4 separate regions of the Macaca mulatta genome follow, and regions 2, 3 and 4 are each linked to region 1. A link is a contact called in public Hi-C data. All regions are on one chromosome and are shown on one strand. The core of a region is the stretch at or near the end of the contact, and the rest is flanking DNA. Distances in the headings are between cores, read along the strand shown. Region 1 holds the start of TSPAN5 (tetraspanin 5). Region 2 holds the start of RAP1GDS1 (Rap1 GTPase-GDP dissociation stimulator 1). Region 3 holds the start of METAP1 (methionyl aminopeptidase 1). Region 4 has its middle 27 kb from the start of EIF4E.

Region 1 (4,335 bases), core at 468-2,967:
CAGCGACTGTTCTATTTATATACAGAATTACAACACAGCTCCAATAGGCTTAGGTAAAGCTTGTCAGTGCCTTCCTGTGAACGAGGAAATCTGCTGCTGAAAGACCTTACTTTTGAAGTCTACCAGATTGGTGGTAGTATGGCCTGTGTTTCGAGTGGGTGGAGAGCACTTTTGAGGGAGAGAGGATTATTTCATCCAAAAGGCTGAAGTCACTGTTATCCCGTGTCATAGCTTCTGAGGTACTGAATGAGTAGGATCTCCTGGTCCTCCCATCTCTGTGGGTACCTGGTTCATACTTGTGACCTTACTATAGCCTCAATCCTGCTGAAGCCCAGGACTATCTCTAAGTGTGGTTTATTGCAGGAAAAAGTAGCTTCTTGACTAGACAAAACTTGACTGCCGGTTGTCAACTAGCCAGTTTTCGAGAAAAGTGAGAGGCTGTTACGTAGGGAAACCTTATAACTAGAGGCTCTCAAACTCAAGTATTTAAGTATCATCTGGGGAGCGTTTTAGATTTCTGTGTCCAGGACCGGGTTGCACTGGGTGGTGCTGGAAAAAGTTTTTGATCTCACCTCCTTCTAGCCTTTTGAATCCTTAAAAATATTCCCATAGACATTTACACACAGTCCTGGGCAGTTCTTCTCCTTCCATGAAATACCGGTACCTGCTTTGCCAACACCTATGAAAGTGCTCCAGGAGGAGGGCGAAGAAGCAACTAATGAGCACATCTGCTCAGGTAGGGTTCCAAAACAATTTCCAGCCACCCGTTCTATTCTCCAGAGTTCAAAAGCTTAATGGTTCGTGATCCAAAAACCCAATTCAGATTCCCCAGAAGAGCTTCCTGGAATCCGTTGAGGATTCTTTCCTAGAGTTAGGAGGCAGGCAGGTTTCTTAGGCACTATTCTGTCGGGGTAGGGGGGAGCGTGCGCTGTTCGGGTTTGTGTGGTTGCAACAGACCCTAGGGCGAGGATTGTATCCCAGGCCAGGACTCCCTTGGGTCATCTCTTTTTCCTCCTCCCCATTTCTAGGATAAAACCCATTTCTCCGGTAGGTGGGGAGGCTGGGTTAGAGTCACACGGATTAAGGAAGCTTTTCTTTGCAACGTCCCATCCCTTCATCCTTTCCTCCCACTTCCCGTGGCTCTTTTCTCCACCTTCCCCAACTACCCCCTTTTCTATTCAGCGAAGTCCACGACTACTTTCCTTCCCTGTCCAGTGGCACCGCATCTTCTCTAGCCGCAGAAGCCTGTTGTGGAGGAGGGGGCGCGAGTGTGGCTACCCCGGAAGGGATGTGAGGGGGGGGCTCGCAGGTCCTCACTCACCCAGCCCTCTCCCCGAGGAGCGACTCTCTCGCCCGCGTCCCTCCAGAGCTGCGGCCGCTCATCAATCCCGGTCACTCTGCCAGGCTGCTCCCCGGGCGCCCTTTCCTTTTCCCTCTCGCCTGCGGTCCTCCACCCTCCCACCCTCTACCTACTCCGCAGCGGCGCTCGGGGTCGGCGGTGCTCGGGGTTGGCCCGAGAAGGGGCGGGGATAAAACGAGCGGTGGAAGGAGGCGGCTACGTGGTGCCACTGCCGCCCGGGAGCGCCCGACCCCGTGCGCGCGCGCGCCTAGCCAAGGCTTGGGCGGCGGGCGGAGCTGCGGGCGGCGCGGGCGGAGGAGCAGCCGGCAGGGCGGGCGGAGCGAGCGGCGGGCGGAGCGAGGGGTGGGAGGGCGCGCGCGAGCGGGCCAGCAAGCAAGCGAGCGGCGTCTCAGCCAGCATCTGCAGCGGCTGCCTTTGCCCGAAGCCCAGGGACTAACCGACGGACCGACCGCTTGGCGCACGGACGCGGGCGCTTGCTTTGTGTTCGGGGCTAGCTTCGGCGAGGCTTGGGCTTGCAGCGCGCGGCTTCCCCGCTCGCTCGCGGCCACCCCGGCTCCAGCGGCCTCGGCGCGCGAGGAGCTGGAGGTGCGGGAGCCGCTCTCCGCCGGTCGGTCCCCGCGCGGCTGAGCCTGGGCCGCCAGCGCTGCGGCCCCCTGCGGCGTCCCTGAGCTCCTGCTTCCCGCCGGGCTGCTCCGAGCAACGGTGCTTCGGGGCTCCAAACTCGGGCTGCCGGGGCAAGTGTCTTCATGAACCCAGAGGATGTCCGGGAAGCACTACAAGGGTCCTGAAGTCAGTTGTTGCATCAAATACTTCATATTTGGCTTCAATGTCATATTTTGGGTAAGTTGGAGCGCTCCTGGGATTCCAACTATTGTGGCCGATCGATTCGCGACGATTTCCCCCACGTTGCTCGTTGCCTTTACTTTTCGCAGCCCCGCAGGCGCTTGCCGGAGCAGCGTAGAGGCATTCGCCTTCCGCCTTTCCAGCTTGCGCGTTGGAGAGATAAACATTTAATCCTTTCGAGGAATGGGAAGAGGTAAAAAGAGAAACCGAGGCGGAAAGGGGGCACCGAGGCCTTCTGGTGGCTTTTTAAGGAACGAATAGCAGGGATGCAGATAAAAGAAAGGGTTCGGCAGTTTGAGAAATGAGCAACCGCACGAATTGGATTTGCTCCGGGTGGGATATGGATGTTGGGCAGAGCGTGGTGTCATAATAGGGAAGGCTAATCGGGCGCAGCCGACCCTGAGGTCCACCTTCTAACAACGATCTGATTGGACGAGGGCTTGGCTCTGTGTTGCCGCGGCTGGTCTGTGCCATGCTCAGCGTGTATCTTCTTGCACCATCTCGGGCTTTGTGTAGGATGCAGATGCCGTGGTATATGGTTCTGTAATGTGCACGTAAATAACGTTTCCTGCACGCTCTCCTCTTTAGCTGGAAAGCGCTCCTTGTGCGTAATGGACTGGCCAGTGGGCGTGCGGGGTAGAGAGATTTATTTATATGTATATATCATTGTCAGGATAATAACAAGTCACCGTCAACACATATTTCAACGTGCTCGTGCCCCACGTCCTCATTTTTACAGGAGTGACACAGAGCGGGCCGTTTTGGGAAAACCTTTGGAGAAGGAGAAGGTGTGCGAGGCATGTTTCACTGGGGAACCGAGAGAGCAAATGCTTTAACACAAGATTCAAATTATGCTCTGCTTGGGACTGCAATGTGTTGGGCACCTATTGTAATTAGGCTGGGACGCCTGCTCTTTTTGTTTGTTTTGATTCTTTTCTTTGATCTGGCAAACGTGTTCAGCAGCCAGACAAAGAGTTCTCCAGGACAAGGGGAAAACGTTGGTTCGAAGACCATGTTATTTTTCTTCCCCTTCTCATCCCATCTCATCCTCTTCCTCAATGGGCACCCCGTTTTCCATGGAAAGTAAAGATGGTGGCTGTCTGGGTGGGGGATTCTCTAAGTTGCTGTTCAGTGTGAGGTAAACAATGATCCAACTGCAGGATCAATAATTATCCACAGCAGTTTGAACACGGAATGTATTTATTTGGATTCTCCTTTCGTTTGGGCTGTTTGCTGTACATATATACATCTGTGAGAATAGTTGTCAATACGGCTCTTCATATTCTTTTTCTTGTACCGCACTCTTTCCAGGTTATTTTATTTTCTGTTTTCCATAATAGTACCTTGCATTGGTCATGTATGCTTTGTGATGGGGAAATGGAAGGGATTGGAGACCACTTTCCGTGGCAGCATGTCATCTGTCTTCAGGACTAATAAAGATAATGAGGGGATACATGAATGGATGTCATATCCGATCATTCCACAGGCAGTTTTTTGCCAGCGTTGTGCATGATTGCCGGGAGCAGTCACCCACCTCCTTGCAATTAAACACTGCTACAAATACAGGAAGAAGAAATTATTTTCTTTCTTTACCCCTTCTCCGTTTGTGAAAATGTTTTAAAGTGGTGGGTAGTCACGTTTTTGAATAAGATCATCTGATTTGATTGGAACTTGAAACTTTGTGACTTGGAGAGGCACGGACTACCGAACTGGTACTGATTCTTTTTGGGATAGTGAGTTCAGGCCTCTTGTTTCTACTTGAACATTTCTAAAAGTTGCACATTTTAGCTACCCAGCAACAAAAAGCACCCAGGGACTTTCTCTGCCGTTTCCTAGCAGGGAGTGGTAAGGAAGTAAAAGGATTTGGGCCTGTTTCCCTCATAGTTTGCTGTAATTTTGTAGAGTGCACAGAGACAAATTTAGCCCTTTCTATGGATTAGGTTGCAGCAAAACCCCTGGAATTGTAGAGAGCTTCAAAGAATTGCAGAGTGCTTGCATGGAGAAGTTCAGAATAGAGCCGCATCTTTTCTGATTGTGAAGGTCTTCATAAGTGGGTGAGTGAGTATGGGAAGCCTGAAAGGAGACCTAGGCTATGGGACTAAACCAGCTGCCCCAGGCAGAACTGTTAAGTG
Region 2 (4,335 bases), core at 987-3,486, 380 kb after region 1:
ACATTTTTCATCTTCTGGGACTCATGATTAAATGCACAGCACACACACATAAACAACTCCATTATATGGTAGATTATATAAGTGCTAAAAAGCTTCTAACAAGGTACAAACAGTGCTTATGAAGAGAGAGAGATTAACCAAAGAGTATCAGAGATGGCTTCAAAATGAGAGATAGGTTTCTATTTGGCCCTTTTTAAAAATCAAGCAATAGCATTCAAGATTTTGAAGATGATATTTAAGTAGATAATTTCATCTCTTTCAGGTATTTTTATTCACTAGTGTTGTAACGAAATTGGATTTTTTCCACTGAAAAAGTACGGATTTAACATGTAAGTTAAAATGTTAAATGGTTTGAGGCTCACCTGGAAACATAGGAAAATGTATTTTTCAAGCCAAACTTGAACTTACAGTCCAATATCAGATAGGGTTATTGGACATACTGAGTATTTTCTTTGAACGTACACACATTTATCTGTGTATGTACGTTCAAAGGAAACATACATAAACGTGTGTATGTTCGACGGAAATACACAGCTTGTCCAATAATCTGATATAATACCTATTTAAAATTCTACTTTAAGAGAAAGGGTAGACACGCATAAACGGCCCACCCAATTTTTACAGAAATTTGTTCAGCATATCAAGAGTACTCACATTAAAAAAAAAAAAAAAACACTTAACTGAAAATAAAATTCAGAGCCGTAGACCTTTTTTGATTCATACCACCTCCTCCATCAACCCTGGCCTCTTCCAGATATATGGCCAAAGGTCGCGATCAAAGCCTGAAGTATTTGCTGTTCCAGAAAACTCTATGGACACCATTCCCAGGTTTAGATACTTCTTGAAGATTCTGAGTTGCGCAACCTAACTTTGAACGTGTTGAGCACTGTATTAACAGATGAAAGGATCACATTCATCTCAATCTTTAAATAACTCGCACAGAAGGGGTGGGAAAAGTCCCAGTTGACAGATGCCAAGGGAGCAAATTTTAAAAAGAGGAAATTATGACAGACAGGAGTGGCAGCAAACTGGGGAACTTAGTACAAGTCGCTACTATTAAAAGAAACTTTGAGCTCTTAATTACACGACAGCATTCATCAGACGTTTCTGTGATTACTGAATGTAACAGTTAAGCAATAGATGATGTAAAAAAAATAGGTTAAATTTATATATCGTTTTATAAAACATATTTGCTCTTAAATATCTCATCCAAACCAGTATCTTCAGATTAACTATAAATACAAAAGAAGTAAAATCAGATTATGTAGATTAGACAGGGGGAAGCTGGGAAAGAATAACTACCATGTAAGTTCGGTAACAACGTTACAGGGCGCAGTTTCCTGCTACAGAAGACAGACGAAGGAATCCAAAAAATAGGCTGAGTACAGGAATATTGCACACTGTAGTCACCCAGCATTAATTCTACAGCGAGCTGCTCTATCCTTCCTCACGTTCCTCGTGGCCTCTGACAAGTCATCCTTTCAACCTATGGGGCTGTCCGCTCTCCCCCTTGGAAAATAATTTCCGTGCAGGTTGTAAGATCTCCCTCACAAACTACTTGCTTCCACTTCCCCGCCCGGGATGAGGAGTCTCCACGACCAGGAAAGGTCGCACTGACAGAGAAGGAAGTTACATTAAGTGGTCGTGGTCGGACCCGAGCCTCGAGCTCAGCAGACGCGGGGGAAAAGGAAGCGGGCGGCCTCCGGAGAAACGGGGATGGAGACGCGGATGCGAGCCCGCGAGGCAGGCTCCGTGGTGCCCGGGCACCGGCAGGAAGAATGGAGGAGGGGAGGCGAGACGGCGAGGTGCCGGGGAGCCGGGCGGCGGTCCGGCCCGCGGCCGACCCCACCCCAGCCCGCGCTCGGGACCCTCCCAGCCCCGGCACCCGGCGTGCGTTCCGCGTGCGCTGACTCTCCCCGGAGGAACAGCCAGTCTCACACCGGGGGACTGGAGAAATCCGGCAACTTTGCGCGAGAAATGCTTTCCACCCTGCAGCACGCCGAGAAAGAAAAAAATGTCAGGCGATGACGGGGGAGGAAGGATGACTTACCCATGTTGCTCCCCGAGGGTGAGGAACCGGCGGGGCGAGGAGAAGGTCTCCGGTGCGGGCGGCGCGGCTCTGTGTCCTCCCTCTACCTCCGTCTCTCCCGCAGCCAGGGAGGGACCCGCGGGGGGCGGCCGCCGGGGAGGAGCAGCTGGTGCTGCTGCAGGCGGCGCGGCCGCGGCGGGGACGAGCGGCGGGGGGCGGGGAGGGGCGGGGCGGGGCGGGGCGGGGCTGGCGGGCGCAGCCTGCGGCGGGCGCGGCTCCGAGCGGGCGGGCGGCGGAGGCGCGGTAGCCGGCCTGAAGAACGCCGGCTCCGACTCGTGGTCCGCGAGCGCCCCGCCCTCCCCACCGAGCATGCTCAGTACCTTTTCCACCCCTCCCTCTGTGGCGAGCGAGGCTAAGCGTGCGGGTGGGCGTGTGTTCGCAGACCGGCTGCAGCCGCGGCAGAGGATCTTCATGGCGGCCGTCTGAGGGGCGGAGGGTGGGCCCGGAGAAAGCAGGGAATGGGGCTGTTGAGCCCGATCTGCTAGCAGAGGACTTACCGCTGCCTTGCTTTCCCACCCTGACCCACCAACCCCCTACCCGGAACCCGGGCCCGCCTTCTTTACGGGACGACCCGGCCGCACAGGCCAGAATTAACCGGAGAAGAGGCTGAGCCGCCGCAGAGCCGGGAGGGGTGGTGGGAAGCCAAAGCTGACGCCTCGACACGAAGCTGGAAAGGACGTGTAGGCGACTAGGCCTGTGCCTCTTGGGGACACCTGAGGACGCCCGCTGGGCAGCTGGCCGAGGAGCGGCCGCCGGGAGGGTGCTCTATAGCAGGCGTGTCATTGGGACAGTTAAGGCTGCTGTAGCAGTAGCCAGCTTAGAAACAGAGGTCCCGGCAGCCAGGAGAGCGCCCGCCCCAGGATTTCCTTGAAGAGTGTGTCGTTCTCCCTCCCGGAGGAGCGCGGCCTTCCGTTCCCCGGAGGGCGCTGGAAAGGCCCTTTAACCGGGGTGCCGTCGGGCTCCATCCTGCTCTCTGTGAAAGCGGGAGGAACTACGTCCCCCAGGCTTGAAAATAGGCGTCCTGCTGGGTTGGCGGCGGCACAGCCAAGCTAACCCGGCGGAGGTCCTGTGATCCCGGGGCCGCCGCCCGCTCCCACCACCACTCGGCCGCGGGGAGAACCTGAGCAGGGCGCTCCCACTGAGGGCGTCCTCCCGACCTGGCATGCGCGTGAGGCCGGGGCTGGCTTCGGTCGTCTGCCCTGTGGGAGGAGGCTGGAGGAAACCCTAATCTTGCCCTGGCTCCTCCTGGGTGGGGTGCGGAATCTGGTCGCTCTCCGAGGCGCAGCGACCGCAGTCCTTCAGGGGAGAGGGTGCAGTCAGCAGTACAACCTGTGGGAGAAAGATAGCTGAATCGAGGTGTCTTTCCCCTGTCAACTTTCACTCGGTCAATCCAATGCTGAGACAGGGCTTTTTTTGTTTGTTTGTTTTTTAATTAGTCGCCTATTGTCACAGTCATCAGTTTCTGTTGGGTGACTGGTATTTCGAGCACACAAATCCGAAGGGGCCCTGTAATTTGTTAAGCAAAGAGCAGATTTTATGTGATTTTTCTACAGTAAGAAACGATAATTAAAAAGGTTTGGTAAAACAGGAAAATACAATTTAACTGCTGAAGTCAACTATATGGGACTTTTCTGATGCACGAGACTATCAGGCATCTCACTCTCTTAGGATGCTCTTCTTGTTTGCTTCTCAAAATAATCCCTAGTTCCCTAGGGATGCTGTAACATACCACAAATTGGGTGGCTTAGAACAACAAATTATTATCTCACAATTCTGGAGGCCAGAAGTTTGAAATCAAGGTGTAGGCAGGGCTGTGCTCCCTCTGAGGGCACTGGGGAAGCATCTCGTCCAGGCCTCTCTCGTAGCTTCTGGTAGTTTCTTGGTATGTGGCAGCATAATTCCAATCTGAACATGGCTGTTTTCCAGTGTTCTTGTGTGTTCAAATTTCCCTTTTTAATAAGAACAGCAGTCATAACGTATTAGGGGTGAACCATCCTCCAGTATGACCTCATGAACATTAATTGTATCTGCAATGACCCTATTTCCAAATCAGGTCACATTCTAAGGTACTAGGGGTTAGGACTTCTACATACGAATCTGGCCAGCCTGGCCAACATGACGAAACCCTATGTCTAACTAAAAATACAAAAAATTAGCCGGGGTCAGGCACAATGGTTCACGTCTGTAATCCTAACACTTTGGGAGGCCAAGGCAGGCGGATCACTTAAGGTGAGGAGTTGGAGACC
Region 3 (4,335 bases), core at 1,369-3,868, 330 kb before region 1:
AGATTACAGGCGTGAGCCACCATGCCTGGCCAAGCCCATATTTCATCACAGATGTATAAAGTGGCTTAGGATAAGTTACAGTGACTTGATCAAGTTCTCAAGATGGGATTGAGGAAACAGCTGTGATTTCAGAAGACAGGTGACATTTTGGAAAGGAAAGAATATAAACACAGCTTTTGGCTAGAGCAAGAGACTCAGAAGAGGGGCCCTGAATGTGGGGCTGGAATCCTGAAAGCAATGAGGGATATGCATAATCAGACTGCGGGAAAAACAACTTCTGTACAAAAGGTTTTGTTTGAGATAGGGTTTTTTGTGGGTGTCTGTTTGCAAGGGGAGGAATTACAGTAGAGAAATAAATTAAGAGACTACGACAACTGATTTGGCGGAAAATTTTAAAAGTTGACCCGAGGAGGTGGTAAGAGAAAAGAAGAAAAAGAGACAGTTGGGACAGCCACTCTGGGAATATTTGAGTGCATGTCTAACAGCGATACCAGAAATATACCTGCAGAATCCAACATGTAAACACCTCAAATCCTAATACACGGAATAAACCCTGAATGTTTTGTTTTCGCAAATGTGTCTAGCATTTTCCCACAAACCCCAATGATTCAACCTTCTTTCCACCTGTTTCATGAATGTGTGTTTCATGCTACCTTTTTAAAATCTTAACAGAAGAGGGTCAGAGATATTAACTCAAAATGCCACCTACTTTTAAAGTTATTCTACTCAGATGGTACACAAATGTCAAAAGCAAACACTGTTTCTTAAGTTCAGGTCCCACACAGGCCACAAAAGGATAGAATTTGGAAATTTTAAAGAATCTAAAGGACCTGTACTAGGTTTAACATGAGTAATGCTCAACATGTTAAACCTAGCACAGATCCTTTAGATTGTTGAGTAATGCTATTTTTAGATCAAGCAACACTCCTCCACGTGCAAGTTTTTCCAAATGATGCTAACAAGGTCAAGGATCATATCCTATCTAAAAACAAGACTATATAACACAGGTAAGACCTCTTGCAATGGCTTATCTACAAGTATTGTGACATAAAAATTGTATTTATTTATATCTTTACGTTTTTATATGTTTTATGTTGGAAAATACTTTTATTATTTGTACTGTGTTCATATGTCTGCCTTCACTCTTATTCATATTTTTATTTATGGCAGAGTTAAATTGTACTATAATCCTTGAAAAAATAAAAGGTCTTACATTATAACAGCATTTCACGTTCCTTGGATAATTTGGGTTTCAGAAGAAGCTTGTGAAACTTACTAAGAAAGCTATAATCATCCCCTCTGTACAGGGTAACACTGGAACTCAGAAAGATTAAGTAACTTTACTAATTCAAGATCGCACAGTAATTGGCAAGAGCAGGGCCCCAATCAGGCCTTCTCTTTATTCCTGCTCTCCTCCCCACAGGACACTACCAATTTAATATTTCAATATTCATGTGCCTCTCTTCAGTAAACCTGGACTGTAAGTAAGAGCCATACTATTGCCGCCCAGCCCTCACCCTGGGTCTCGAAATGCAGCAGCAACACTAGTCACTCTTCAGTAAACAGAAACACGAGCACGCGCTTCAGTCAGGACCCCATTCAACGCTGGGTTTGCTCTACTGCACAAAACTTACTAAAACACATTACAGCCTTCACGCCTAACCCTCAATGGAACTGTCCTTTTCACTCTGGGAAATTCAGTCACAGGTGACTCATCCCGTTAGCTTACAGCTTTGTAAATTAATAATTTTATATACCGAGGGAAAAGAACGAATTACACAGACCTCTCCATTCCCCACCCCCAAAGTTGCTTAAGTGTCAACGCACGGTAGTAAAGCACAAAGAAGTGGGGCTGGACCTACCTAGCGTTTCTCCCCTCTGTTCCTCCTCTCTGCTACTCCGACCGTCCTCCGGCCACCCATCTCTCAGAGACCGGCGGGTCGCTTCCACCCCCCACCCCGCAGGGATCCGACGGACGGCCCGGCAGCCTCCAGCGCCCAGACCCGAGCCCCGCCGGTGCCGCGGCTGTGGAGGCTCGCGACGCTCGGGCTGCCCTGTTTCACGGCGCCGCTACCTGCCCCCGGCAGCCCGCACACCTGGCGGCCCCAGCCCCAGCGCAAGGAACCAGCCCCAGAACGCGGAGGTCTAGCGCGGCCGCGCGACCCCACACGAGCCAGCTTCCGCCCCAGCCCACATGGCCGCGGCGGGCGGCGGCCCCCGCCCCCGCGTGAGCCCCGCGCGGCTCCCGAGGACCCGGGGACCCCAGGAGGCAGGAGGGGGCGGTGGCGACGCGGGTGGGGGGAGGAGGAAACGCGGCCGGGGGGAGGAGGAGGAGCGCGTCCCGACTCGCCGCAAGAGCGGGAGGAGCCAGCAAGGGAGAGGCGAAGAGGAGTCCCGCGGTGGCGGCAGATCCGCGGGGCAGCGGGCGTCTACCTGCGAGCAGAAGTACGAGCCCTGGATGCCCAGCTTGATGCAGGTGGGACACTGGAGCTTGGCCTCACTGCTGCAGCCGTCTGTCTCGCACACCCGCGTCTCCACGGCCGCCATGCTGCCTGCCCGCTGGAAGAGCGCCTCACCGAGGAAGAGGCGGCGGCGGGAGGGAAGAACGGCCGGGCGGAGGGGAGGGGAGAGAGACCGAGTCGGGGGAGGAGCAAGGCCTGCCGCCGGCCTGGGCGCGGAAGGGGGAGGAGCCCAGGGCCGACCGGGACCACGCAGCGCGCCCCGCCCCCGCCCCGCGCGCGCAGCTGGTGCCCCGCCCCGCCACCTTCGCCCCGCCCCCCGCCCGCCGCTCGCGGTGGCTGGGTGCCCAAGCTTCCTAGCGGCGCGCACGTGGGGGCTGTAAGGGAGCTCGGCAGGGCCCCTCCCATTCGGCGCCTTCGGGCGTCGGCCAGCGCAGAGCGCGACCTGCCGGCGCCTGGCTGTGAGGAGCCGCCCTCTCGCGGCGCACTCTCTGTGCCTACAGTCAGATAAGGCAGTTGTCCTCACTGACAAACACCCAAGAGCCCTGATCATCCCCGACACCCGCAGGCGGCTGGAGAGGGCGCTGCGCTCCTCTGCGTTGGTTCCCCCCGGACGCTCCTTGGAGAACAGTCCCCTGGGTTAAGTTCTATTTCTCAGTGACATTGTCAGGTCTGAGGCCTAAAGACCACCGCTCATTCGCAGAAAGGAGAGCAATAGAACTGTCAACGAGAAGCTGGGCTGGAATTCACATCTGCCCTCCCTCCTGCCCGAATTTTTTTTGCCACACCACCAACCCCCCTTCAAAAACGATAGCGCTAGTAATAGTAACACAACTATCAGGTATTCAATACAAATAATAATTGTTTGTATTATCCCAGTTGATTGCTTCCGCGGTAAATAGGGGAGAATTGTGCTGATCCTGAAATGTCAGAGTCGAAAGAAGCTGCGGAGGCCTTCCGCTGCGAACCTGTTGCCTCAATCTTTTCATCTGTATTCCAGGTCTGCCGTGTTGTAACTCATGCTTGAGTGCCTCCCTGTCACTAGGGAAGAGCGAAAAACTAGCATTTACTGATCACAAAAGGCTGTGAACTTTGTTATCTTACTGTATTTTTTTAGCTTCTCCGTACTTAATACACCAGAAAAGCTCATATTACTTTTATTTTTAAGAACTTTGTTTTGGCTAGGAGCAGTGGCTCACGCCTGTAATCAATCCCAGCACTTTGAGAGGCCAGGGCATCCAGGGCACCAAGGCCCGCGGATTCTTTGAGGCCAGGAGTTCGAGACCAGCGTGGAAATATGACAAAACCCCGTCTCTACAAAAACTAAAACTAAAAACTAAAAAATTAGCTGGGCGTGGCGGTAGGCACCTGTAGTCCCAGCTACTGAGGAGGCTGAGCCAGGAGGATCCGTTGAACCTGAGAAGTCAAGGATATGGTGAGCTATGATCCCGCCACTGCACTCCAGCCCAGACGACAGAGCAAGACCATGTCTCAAAAAAAAAAAAAAAAGAACTTAGTTTTGCAATATAAGCAGTACGAATGATGTAATAAAATCAAGGAGTAGAAATATTTACATGCATACGTACATACACTTTTGTATACAAGAAAACAGAAAAATCGGTATAAGTATGTATGTATATATAAAATATTTTTTAAATAAAAACTGTACCACACCACGTAAAGTAATTTACTTACCTGATTTATTCAGTTACTATGATGTGAACTTTTTGTTTGTTGTTTGGTTTTTCTTTGAGATAGCATCTCATTCTGTCAACCAGGCTGGAGTGCAGTGGTGTTCACAGCTAACTGCATCCTCAACATCCTGAGCTCAAGTGATGTTTCTGCCTCAGCCTCTGGAGTAGCTAGGACTACAGGT
Region 4 (4,335 bases), core at 789-3,288, 270 kb before region 1:
TGCTGGGATTACAGGCATGAGCCACTACGCCTGGCCTGTTAATTCTATCTACTTTAAAACCTAGTAGAGCTAAGCCCACTAGACAAAAGCTTTCATTAATTACTTCTGATATTCAGGTAAACCAAAACATATGAACAGGCAATGACTTTGAGTTCTTATACAGCCTCAATTATGTGTTAGTCAACTCAAGTATCCATTATGTACTCAATAATAGGTATGACACAGCTCTGGACCTCAGTAACACTATAAGCAGACAGGCACAGGCAGCCTGCATATACTCCTTTTCCTGGTGTCAACATTATTTAAAAGCATGGGAAATAATGAGACATTGTCTTCTTCATTAGAACCTTGGGAATCTGCTAGATTTCTTCATCTCTATTTGTTGTATTAGTAACCAAACTGTGCAAAAACATGGTCTTGAGAAATGATAGCACAGTATCTTAGAGGGAAAGGAAATGTAGGATGTCAGTGTGGGGACAAATTTCTGATTGCCAGTGACTGTTGTGAGCATAACAATAATTTCATGAATATTAAATCCTCTGTTGATGGCAGCTGCAGTTGTAAACGAAAAAAAAAAGGTCCTTATCATTTAAAACCACACTGGTGTACATCATAATCAAAGTAAACATAAGAAAAAAATTTAAACTTTGCTAAAAAACAAAAAAAACAACAACAAAAAAGAAGCAGCCGCTGATCTTTAGGAAGGCACGCGGTTGCTTATTATGAATCATTTCTAGAGTCCAGTGCATTTTCAAAGCCGGTTACAGTCATTACAAAGTACACCCTTGTGAGGTAAGTGTATCATCACCTTTGTTTCATAAATAAAAAAGCTGAGGCGCCGAACCACTAAGTCACTCGCCTAAGGAGAATGAGTCAACGTCAAGAGGCATAGCTGACCCGGCCTAACGACTCCAGACTATCAGTCCAGGGCTTAGTCAGCGGGGCCCGGAGTGGCTTCCCTGGCTGGCACCTGGACTTAGGCTATTTCTGTGCACGTTAAAGCAGAATATTGGAACGGTTGCGCAGAACTTCCAAGTAATTTTTACTGCCACCCAAGATTTAGCCCTGAGGTCTTAATCTCAGGATTTGGGACAGTAAAAGCTGTCGTCCCCTCCCCCTCATCCAGCCGGTGGCAAGCGGGTACTGCGAGCGGTTCCGTCCGTCCCCTTTCGCAGAAATGGCAACGAATGACCACCAGCATTAGCGGAGTCAGGGGACGTGGGAGGGTTGATTGCCTAAACGACTCTGCATCGCCGCCTCTTTTTGAAACTAAGAGAAAATGGTGGGAGGTCAAAAGAAAACTAAATAAACACACAGGCAACTTGTCCTGGGACCTCAACTAAGCAAATGAAGCCGTATTGTGTGTGCTGAGCCTGCAGTTCCCAACCTTCCGGGGAAGATGGGAGGACAGGGCGACAAAGGGCACAGTAGGCATGCCTGGCAGTAAGTGTGACCGCAGCTATCCAGGAGGAAGAGCAGAGGACTGAAACCACCCTCCAGCAAGCGAGCGTCCGCCGCGTTGAGAACCGCGCACCCTACCCATCAGCCACGTGACCGGTCCTTTTTAAAAAAAATCTGCCTTAAAAAAAAAAAAAAAAAAAAAAAAAAGGTGGGGGAGAGACTCCACTTCCCAGAAGCCTCTCGTTACCCACGCAGCCGCAGTCTTGCGCAGGCGCCGCCAGGGCCAAACGGACACGTCCATCACGTGGTCAGTAGCTGGCCAATCCGGTTTGAATCTCATTTTTTTCCTCTTACCCCCCCTTCTGGAGCGGTTGTGCGATCAGATCGATCTAAGATGGCGACTGTCGAACCGGTGAGTATTGCCTTTGGCCCCCACCCCCACGGGTCCCCGCGCTCCGTCCCCCTTCTAACTGGGGGACTCCGCGGGACTGCGTTCCCGGCGCGCACTCTACCCCTTGCCGCCCCCTCCCCCTCATGTTGGACCTGACCTCCCGTGGACAAGTGGAGACGTCCCGGAGGCTGGCCGAGGCGGCATGTAGCGCACACTTTCTGGTGGGGGCCCGAGAACTGGGGGAGCGGTGTGGGGGAGGGGCGGCGTGGCGCCTCCTGCGGAGCCGCGAGGTGTCTACAGGGTGGAGGGTAGCTGGGGTTCTGGGCTAGTTGTGTGGGGATGGTGTCTTCGTGATGGGAAGGCGCGGGGCCGGCTCCCAGCGAGCACTGGGATCCGCAGGCAGGGTGGGCGGCGAGCCGGCCTGGAGTGAGATGGAGGAGGGAGCCCTGGGGCAGTCTTTCTCTCCCTCCAGAGCCCCAGCCCCGGGGCTCGGGTGCGGGGCGCGCGCACGTCTTCCTTAGACCGGTGGACTGTGGAGCTGGTGGGCGAGTGTTGCCGGAGGGTGGGTTAGGCGGGAGTGGTACCGCGGCACGCGCGGAGGAGCTTCGACCTCGCTTAGAGGAGTTGAGAGGGGCGAGCGCCTGTTAATCCAACGCGCCGAAGTGTTGCCGGTGTTTGCGCCGGGGTAGGCGAGAAAGGTTGGGGTGGGAAAGAACACTCGAGTGTCACGGTGAAGCTCTCCAAGTAGAATGAGGGATGGTGGTGGTGAGAAAGGGTATCACATTGTCCTCGCCCCTCCATGCTTGGGACTGGGCTGTCATGGAGGAGGGAAGGGGGAGGAGCGAGGCCTACAGATCGCTGTAGCCGGTCGGCTTGCCGGCCGGACCTGCTGCATTTCACACGCGCCGGTCTTCCATTCATTCATCCTTTCCGCGCAGTGCGCACGCCTCTGAGAATGCGAATGGGGCTAGATCCCTCTGTTCTTCCGAGTCTTTATCGCCTGGAAGATTTCTGAGACGCAGTTCATTGGAAATAGAAACTTTTACATTTACTTTTCCATTTGATTTTTTTTTTTCTCTATGCTACAGGCTTTCCTTTCGATTTAGGCACCATTTTAAACTTAACTGAAGCAAGCTGGTCCCAGGGTAGGTTTGTAGTTAATCTTTAAGCAGAGGGTATATTTTTTCATAATTTGAGTTTGCCAGGACTGGCTCACTGAAACTTCTGGGCTCTGTTGCCTTTTTAGAAATGACACAGCTAAGTGAAGATATCTTGGGTGCATAATGGAGTTTATTAGCAATCAGTAAACCTTTCACACTCTGGAACCATCTCTAGACTTTGGTTGCCAGATACTTTTGTGTATCTTTTCATGGTAGCTTGTGGTTTCGCTAATGGTTTACCAGTTTGCTTTGCTTTTAAAGATTTTTTTTTTTTTTTTTTTTTTTTTGAGATGGAGTCTTGCTCTGTCGCCCAGGCTGGAGTGCAGTGGCGTGATCTCGGCTCACTGCAACCTCCGCCTCCCGGGTTCAAGCTATTCTCCTGCTTCAGCTTCCTGAGTAGCTGAATCCGGATTACAGGCGCGCGCCACCTTGCCCGGCTAATTTTTGTATTTTTAGTAGAGACGGGGTTCCACCATGTTAGCCAGGCTGGTCTCAAACTCCTGACCTCAAGTGATCCTCCCACCTCGGCCTCCCAAAGTGCTGGGATTACAGGCGTGAGCCACCGCGCCCGGCATTTTTAAAGACTTTAGTGAAACAATTTCAAAAACTCTTATAGACTACACAAAGGCTTATTTTTCATTGCGTTGGTGTAAACTATCCTTACCTTTTTGTCAGAATTCAAGGCAGCGTTTCTGCTTGCTTACTTGCTTGCTTGTTTTTTTATTGGCACCAGTTTTCATTTATGTTCCTGGGAATTAGATTGAAAAACTCTTAAGTTGTTGCTACAGATAACTGATTTTAGAACATTAATGTTACATAACACTAATGAAGGATAGGTATGTAAAATATAAATTTTAAACCCCTTTGACAGGTTCTGATGTCCACTTTTGTCTAGATCTGTTCCTACCCCACTATACTAGTGTCAGTAAAAAGCATTACATCTGGTAATAGGGGCAAGGCTACAAGACTGTAAACTATAAAATAATAAGGAATGCTGTGAAGTTTCTGTCACATTTAGGTCCCTTGAGTTTTGCAGAGTTTATGCAGTTTTGTTTCAGGAGCACAGAACAGAACTGCAAAGTGATGAAGGACTATATTTTGAGTTAGTAAATATTAATAGCTCCTGATATATCCAGGGTGTTGTACCAAGTGTTCTTTAGGATACAAAGTTATACAAGATGTGAGTCTATACCTTGTTGAATGTAAACCCTTAAGGAACTTAATTCCTAGGGATGTGGTCAGTGATACAGTATTTGTTCTGGTGCAGACTTTGGGAGATTTGGATGTTACCTTTAAATTTGGGGAGTAGGGGAACCTAAAAACAAAGTTGGCGAAGGTGGAAACCAAAGTATTTTGAGAATATATAAGAGTATCGAAGTGTTT

Evidence for each region. A called contact is a pair of places that touch in the nucleus more often than the background predicts.
Region 2: a Hi-C map of fetal cortical plate shows a contact between it and region 1, with 2.5 times the contacts expected there. The contact joins the promoter of RAP1GDS1 here to the promoter of TSPAN5 in region 1. A contact is called at or near these places in 2 of 14 Hi-C or Micro-C datasets (fetal cortex germinal zone and fetal cortical plate).
Region 3: a Hi-C map of fetal cortex germinal zone shows a contact between it and region 1, with 3 times the contacts expected there. The contact joins the promoter of METAP1 here to the promoter of TSPAN5 in region 1. A contact is called at or near these places in 2 of 14 Hi-C or Micro-C datasets (fetal cortex germinal zone and fetal cortical plate).
Region 4: a contact with region 1 is called in a Hi-C map of fetal cortex germinal zone, with 2.1 times the contacts expected there. The contact joins the enhancer-like site here to the promoter of TSPAN5 in region 1. A contact is called at or near these places in 2 of 14 Hi-C or Micro-C datasets (fetal cortex germinal zone and fetal cortical plate).

What each region holds. Positions count from the first base shown.
Region 1 is chr5:107,942,483-107,946,817 of T2T-MMU8v2.0, reverse strand. TSPAN5 (tetraspanin 5) reads left to right here and starts at 1,717. Exons shown (of 8, transcript NM_001194290.2): 1 at 1,717-2,200. The coding sequence starts at 2,120.
Region 2 is chr5:107,560,649-107,564,983 of T2T-MMU8v2.0, reverse strand. It overlaps RAP1GDS1 (Rap1 GTPase-GDP dissociation stimulator 1), which reads right to left and starts at 2,236. Exons shown (of 15, transcript XM_078002021.1): 1 at 2,051-2,236.
Region 3 is chr5:108,272,955-108,277,289 of T2T-MMU8v2.0, reverse strand. It overlaps METAP1 (methionyl aminopeptidase 1), which reads right to left and starts at 2,618. Exons shown (of 11, transcript NM_001261513.1): 1 at 2,434-2,618. The coding sequence starts at 2,547.
Region 4 is chr5:108,211,289-108,215,623 of T2T-MMU8v2.0, reverse strand. No RefSeq gene overlaps it. Among named protein-coding and RNA genes, the nearest start is that of EIF4E, 27 kb to the right of the region's middle. Within about 2 kb of position 2,038, at least 39 of the 40 cell types and tissues checked have an H3K27ac peak or open chromatin away from gene starts, as enhancers often do. A contact at or near this core is called in fetal cortex germinal zone and fetal cortical plate, where this site is marked.